Linked DNA regions of Gasterosteus aculeatus: region 2 is linked to region 1. A link is a contact called in public Hi-C data. All regions are on one chromosome and are shown on one strand. Each heading gives the region's core, a stretch centred on a gene start, on an enhancer-like site or on the middle of the called end of the contact. The rest is flanking DNA. Distances are from core to core; before and after follow the strand shown.

Region 1 (2,700 bases), core at 169-2,668:
ACTACCAGGTTCATACACTATTTTCACACTCAGCTTTCAGCATAAACCGTATAAAATAAAAGGACATAGTTATCATGATCAATTCGTGCAATTTTGCTTAGACGTCCCCTGCTTTATGGTCTGTTTGACTCTAAATGGACCAGAATGTTCTAAATGAACATCACGCTGTATTGAAGAAGACTTGAAACTAGAGACTGAGACCATAAACTCATGTTTACAATGTTTACTGAGGGAATAAATACAGAGGAGTAGAATCATTTCCTCATAGACCTGCTGGTCACTACAGAGAATGCAGCATTATCACATTCGCTTTGACTACTTTAAAGAACCGAGGTTGCCTCTTGGTTCCCTGTAATGTCGTTGTGGGCACGTTAACTGTGTGTTCACTTCCTCTCTGCAGGATGGTGTAAAAGCAGCAAAGAGGAGCCTCCAGATGGAGATCCAGACCGCTGTTCATAAGATCTACCAGCAGCTGTCCGTCACCCTGGAGCGAGCACTGCAGGCCAACAAGCACCACATAGGTGACATTTATCAGGATGCAGTTATTCAGCTTGTGAAATCTACAAATAAAAGAAGCTCATCACTTAACTTCACTTAAGTCCCAGCGATCGTCTTTCACTTGTTCACGTGAAGCGGTTCTATTGGTTTGCGTTATTTCACTGGAGGTTTATTAGAAGAGTTAGAAAGCCTTTAGTTCTGTGCTGCTGTAGACATCAAGTCGTTCACAAACCAAACTACACCGCGTCTGATGCTCTCTCCCCCGTCCCCAGAAGCTCAGCAGCGCCTCCTGCTGGTCACCGTCTTCGCGCTGAGCGTCCGCTACCAGCCGGTGGACGTGTCCCTGGCCATCTCCAGCGGGCTGCTCAGTGTGCTGTCCCAGCTGTGCGGGACGGAGACGATGCTGGGACAGCCGCTGCAGCTGCTGCAGAAACCCGGAGTGTCTCAGCTCAGCACCGCCCTCAAGGTGGCCTCCACCCGCCTGCTGCAGATACTGGCCATCAGCACCGGGTAAGAGGCGCTGGGGGGAGGGGGGGGGATTAAGTATGTGCTGTGTGAACCCAAAGATCGCATCAACAGAACCCCTCTCTTTGGACTCGCAGGACGTACGCGGACAAGCTGGGTCCCAAAGTGGTCCAGTCGCTGCTGGACCTTCTCTGCAGCCAGCTGAAGAACCTGCTGTCTCAGGCCGGAGGCAGTCTGCTCTCTTCTGGAAAAGAACAAGACGACAGCAAAGAGGAGGACGCGGCGGACTCTGAGAAGAGAGACTTGAGAGGTGAGGACGTTTCGGTCTTGAGAGTACCTGCATAATACATGGATAGTATACAGATTATACTTGAATCATAAATGAATACTACAGGGACGGCACATGGATGATACACAAGTAGTAGTTGATAGTACAGGGATAGTGCATCGATAGTACCTTGATAGTACCTCGATAGTACATCGATAGTACCTTGACAGTACATTGATAGTACATTGATAGTACATGGGTAAAACATTGGAAAATGTTGGTCGTCCCTTTTCCCGCCTCCAGTGAGTCGTTAGTTTTTTATGATTGGTAACCGAAGGTCGTTCCTCGTCTCGCCCCCCAGCGCTGATCCGCAGGCAGCACACGGCAGAGCTGCACCTCGGAGACTTCCTGGTCTTTCTCCGGAGGGTGGTCTCCTCCAAGGCCATCCAGTCCCAGATGGCCTCCCCCAAATGGACCGAAGTGCTCCTCAACATCGCGGCGCAGAAATGCTGCTCAGGTACAACCAGCACTGAGGGGCGGGAGGGAGGGGGGGGGAGCGCTGTGCCTCATGTGGCCAGGCGGAGATACTCATCCACACTGGGGGGGGGCTGTTTGGTTTCTAGGGGTCCCTCTGGTGGGCAACCTGAGAACTCGGCTCCTGGCCCTCCACGTGCTGGAGGCCGTCCTTCCCGCCTGCGAGGCCGACATGGAGGACGAACAAACCACTCAGGTCGGCCTTCTTCGCCTCTGAGCGTGCGAGTCGTCGGTGGCGTGCGCCGAGCTGACGGAGTCTTGTTTCCTCCCGCAGGTGGTGGAGCGGCTCTTCGCCCTTCTGTCCGACTGCATGTGGGAGGCGCCCGTCGCCCAGGCCAAGCACTCGGTCCAGGTTAAAGAAAAGGTCCAGGAGCTCAAGCTGCAGGTGTGGTAATCGCCCCCCCACCACCACCCGCTCCCCTCCCAGACTCCCTCTTCCGCAGTTGTGACTGTTCCTCCTCCCCCACTTAGCAGGGCGAGTCGGAGGAGGAGGACGAGAACCTCCCCATCCAGGAGGTGTCCTTCGACCCGGAGAAGGCCCAGTGCTGCGTGGTGGAGAACGGCCAGGGCCTGACGCACGGCAGCGGGGGCAAAGGCTACGGCCTGGCCTCCACCGGCGTCTCCTCCGGGTGCTACCAGTGGAAGGTACGTGACCCCCCCCCCGCTGCTCTCACAGGCTCCGATGAACTCTTTAATGCAGATATGACGATTGCATTGACCTTTCACAATAAAAGCCCAAGAGATAACAGCTGTTAGCCAGATCTCAAATTCAGATTGCTCTGCATTATTAGGGTGCTGGTAGCTGCTCCTCTAGCCTTTTTAAGACTGTATTCACTTCCACAATGAGTATTTTCCATTATTGTGTTGTTAATTAGTCACACCCTCAATGTGACTAATATAGTTGTTGTTTTTAATTAACATTTACTACCTTTTAC
Region 2 (2,700 bases), core at 68-2,567, 40 kb before region 1:
TGACAGACATTTGTCAACATCTGCAAAGGAGGCGTGAGGATCACAAGTCGGACCAAACGCCACCAAACTGGGAGGAGAGCCCAGATAGAAGCAAAGCTAACCCAGCTAGCACCTGAGGCTACTCCACTACCCAGCATGCCCCTGGCTTGCTGGAAGGATGACAGCGGGAGGTCCGTGACTGTTGAGTTCACGTCTTCACCGAGACGCAGATCCATTCAAGCTGCTCCTGATGGTGGACACCAGGACACAGAGCAGGACTCTGATTGGTCCAGAGAAGATGGACTCTGATTGGTCCAGAGAAGATGGACTCTGATTGGTCCAGAGAAGATGGACTCTGATTGGTCCAGAGAAGATGGACTCTGATTGGTCCAGAGAAGATGGACTCTGATTGGTCCAGAGAAGATGGACTCTGATTGGTCCAGAGAAGATGGACTCTGATTGGTCCAGAGAAGATGGACTCTGATTGGTCCAGAGAAGATGGACTCTGATTGGTCCAGAGAAGATGGACTCTGATTGGTCCAGAGAAGATGGACTCCGATTGGACCAGAGGAGATGGATTCTGATCGCACCACAGGAGGTGGACTCTGTGTCTACATCATGATGCTTGGTGCTCAAAGACAGAAATCAGAAATGATGCACAACGTTTTTCTTGTATTGGATTTTTGATGATGTTATCTGACCGGATAGTTAGTTAAATAAGGAAATGTTCAAAAAGCGCTCACCATAACTTTTACTGAGTAACGTCATTCTGGAGAAGATGAAGTGGCCTTTTCCATATTTACTACAAGAACTTGTATTTATTGTTGATTGTAGTGCCCCTTGAGGACTAACGTGGTAGTGTCTCCTACCACAGAAAGCTTCTTATTCTTTAGCTGGGGGCCTGGTTGTTATATTATGTATTCATTATGACTCATTACTCAAAACCCAAGCAACTATATTCTATATGTTCATATATACAACCAGACATATGTATGTATGTATGTATGTATGATACATGGATATAAAAAGATAGTTATATATGTATTAAATGTTGTATTTATCACAATCCCGGTGTATAATATGTTCATGAGTGTGAGAGGAATCGTTCTTTAGGGTGTTGTTTTTACACCATAGTATAACTGAATATACACAAAGGAAGCTCATCTTCCTCACTTCCAGAATCCGACATGTCTTTGGATTTGTGCAACAATTCATAAATACGTTCAACCCTCTTGGGGAAAGTGAAATGACAGAATCAGGAATTAGGAATTACGACATTAAAGCAGATGGCATCACTTATTGATCCCTTTGTCCACGTGGGCGTGAATGTGGCTCATAGACAGACAGGCAGGAAAACAGACAGACAGACAGGCAAGCAAGCAGACAGGCTGACGGACGGACGGACGGATCAGGCAGCCCGCAGCCCTGCGTGTGTGCGCGTGTACGCGGACCTGCCGTTAGCTGCAGTGGAAGGGGAGAGGCGGTTCGGGAGAGGCATGGAAACACACCCGCGCATGTCTCCTTTCACCGTAACGTTTACCAACACCGGAGTGTTCGTGACGCCCGCAGCGTGAAACACAACGCACCTACGAGGACAGGCCCGTTGGCAGTTTAACCGGTGAGCCAGTTGGTGCTATTTTATATTTATTCAGGCTAACCAGAGAGCGGTAGCTAGCATGCTAACCTAGCCACGGTACAGCAGATAAGCCAGTCTTAGTTCTGGAGCTGAATTGGCTTCGTCGGGATGGGGATGCGACTGACCGCGGTAACTCGACTGTCACCTCGCTGTCGTACCTGCTCGGTATCGCGTCCGTGCTTAGGTGTGTTGCGCTCTGCTAGCTGAGTGACGTGAGGAAAGTTAGCTAACGCTAGCTAGCTAACATTAACAGTGGCGTCGGTTGACAGCGGTTACAAAACACACTAACATTAACTGTTACTAACTACATTTAATAACGTCACTGTAACCGTGGTGTGTTTGTAAATGTCACGCTGTGGATGTCAGTGATGTTTGTGAACCCGGTTAGCCGTCGGTGCTTATCATAACAGGGAATCTCGCCCCTTCTAATCTGACACAACAAGCGGGTTAGCTCAAAGATAGCGGTCTGATGTAAGTGGTTAGCTAACCCTCTGGTTAGTTAAGGGCTAACGACCTCAGATAAAACCGAAAGTAAATCAATGTTCGCATCGTGAACCTGTCCGTATCAGCATGAGAGGGTGAGACCATGTAGAGATATATCAGCATGAGAGGGTGAGACCATGTAGAGATGTGATATCAACATGAGGGTGAGACCATGTAGAGATATATCAGCATGAGAGGGTGAGACCATGTAGAGATGTGATCAACATGAGAGGGTGCGACCATGTAGAGATATATCAGCATGAGAGGGTGAGACCATGTAGAAATATATCAGCACGAGAGGGTGAGACCATGTAGAGATGTGATCAATATGAGAGGGTGAGACCATGTAGAGATGTGATCAATATGAGAGGGTGAGACCATGTAGAGATGTGATCAACATTATAGCGTGAGACCATGTAGAGATGTGATCAACATGAGAGCGTGAGACCATGTAGAGTGATCAGCATGAGAGGGTGAGACCATGTAGAGATGTGATCAGCATGAGAAGGTGAGACTATGTAGAGATATATCAGCACGAGAGGGTGAGACCATGTAGAGATGTGATCAATATGAGAGGGTGAGACCATGTAGAGATGTGATCA

What was found. A called contact is a pair of places that touch in the nucleus more often than the background predicts.
Region 2: a contact with region 1 is called in a Hi-C map of skeletal muscle, with 2.9 times the contacts expected there. The contact joins the promoter of herc1 here to the enhancer-like site in region 1. A contact is called at or near these places in 3 of 6 Hi-C or Micro-C datasets (skeletal muscle and whole body).

Annotation. Positions count from the first base shown.
Region 1 is chr12:23,275,434-23,278,133 of fGasAcu3.hap1.1, reverse strand. It overlaps herc1 (HECT and RLD domain containing E3 ubiquitin protein ligase family member 1), which reads left to right. Exons shown (of 79, transcript XM_078085889.1): 27 at 1-8; 28 at 401-521; 29 at 771-1,008; 30 at 1,101-1,273; 31 at 1,593-1,748; 32 at 1,855-1,961; 33 at 2,040-2,150; 34 at 2,237-2,410. Among protein-coding and RNA genes, the nearest start is that of LOC144385366, 25 kb to the right of the region's middle. Within about 2 kb of position 1,418, at least 2 of the 9 cell types and tissues checked have open chromatin away from gene starts, as enhancers often do.
Region 2 is chr12:23,314,946-23,317,645 of fGasAcu3.hap1.1, reverse strand. herc1 (HECT and RLD domain containing E3 ubiquitin protein ligase family member 1) reads left to right here and starts at 1,317. Exons shown (of 79, transcript XM_078085889.1): 1 at 1,317-1,597. It overlaps dapk2a (death-associated protein kinase 2a), which reads left to right. Exons shown (of 9, transcript XM_078085894.1): 9 at 1-1,045.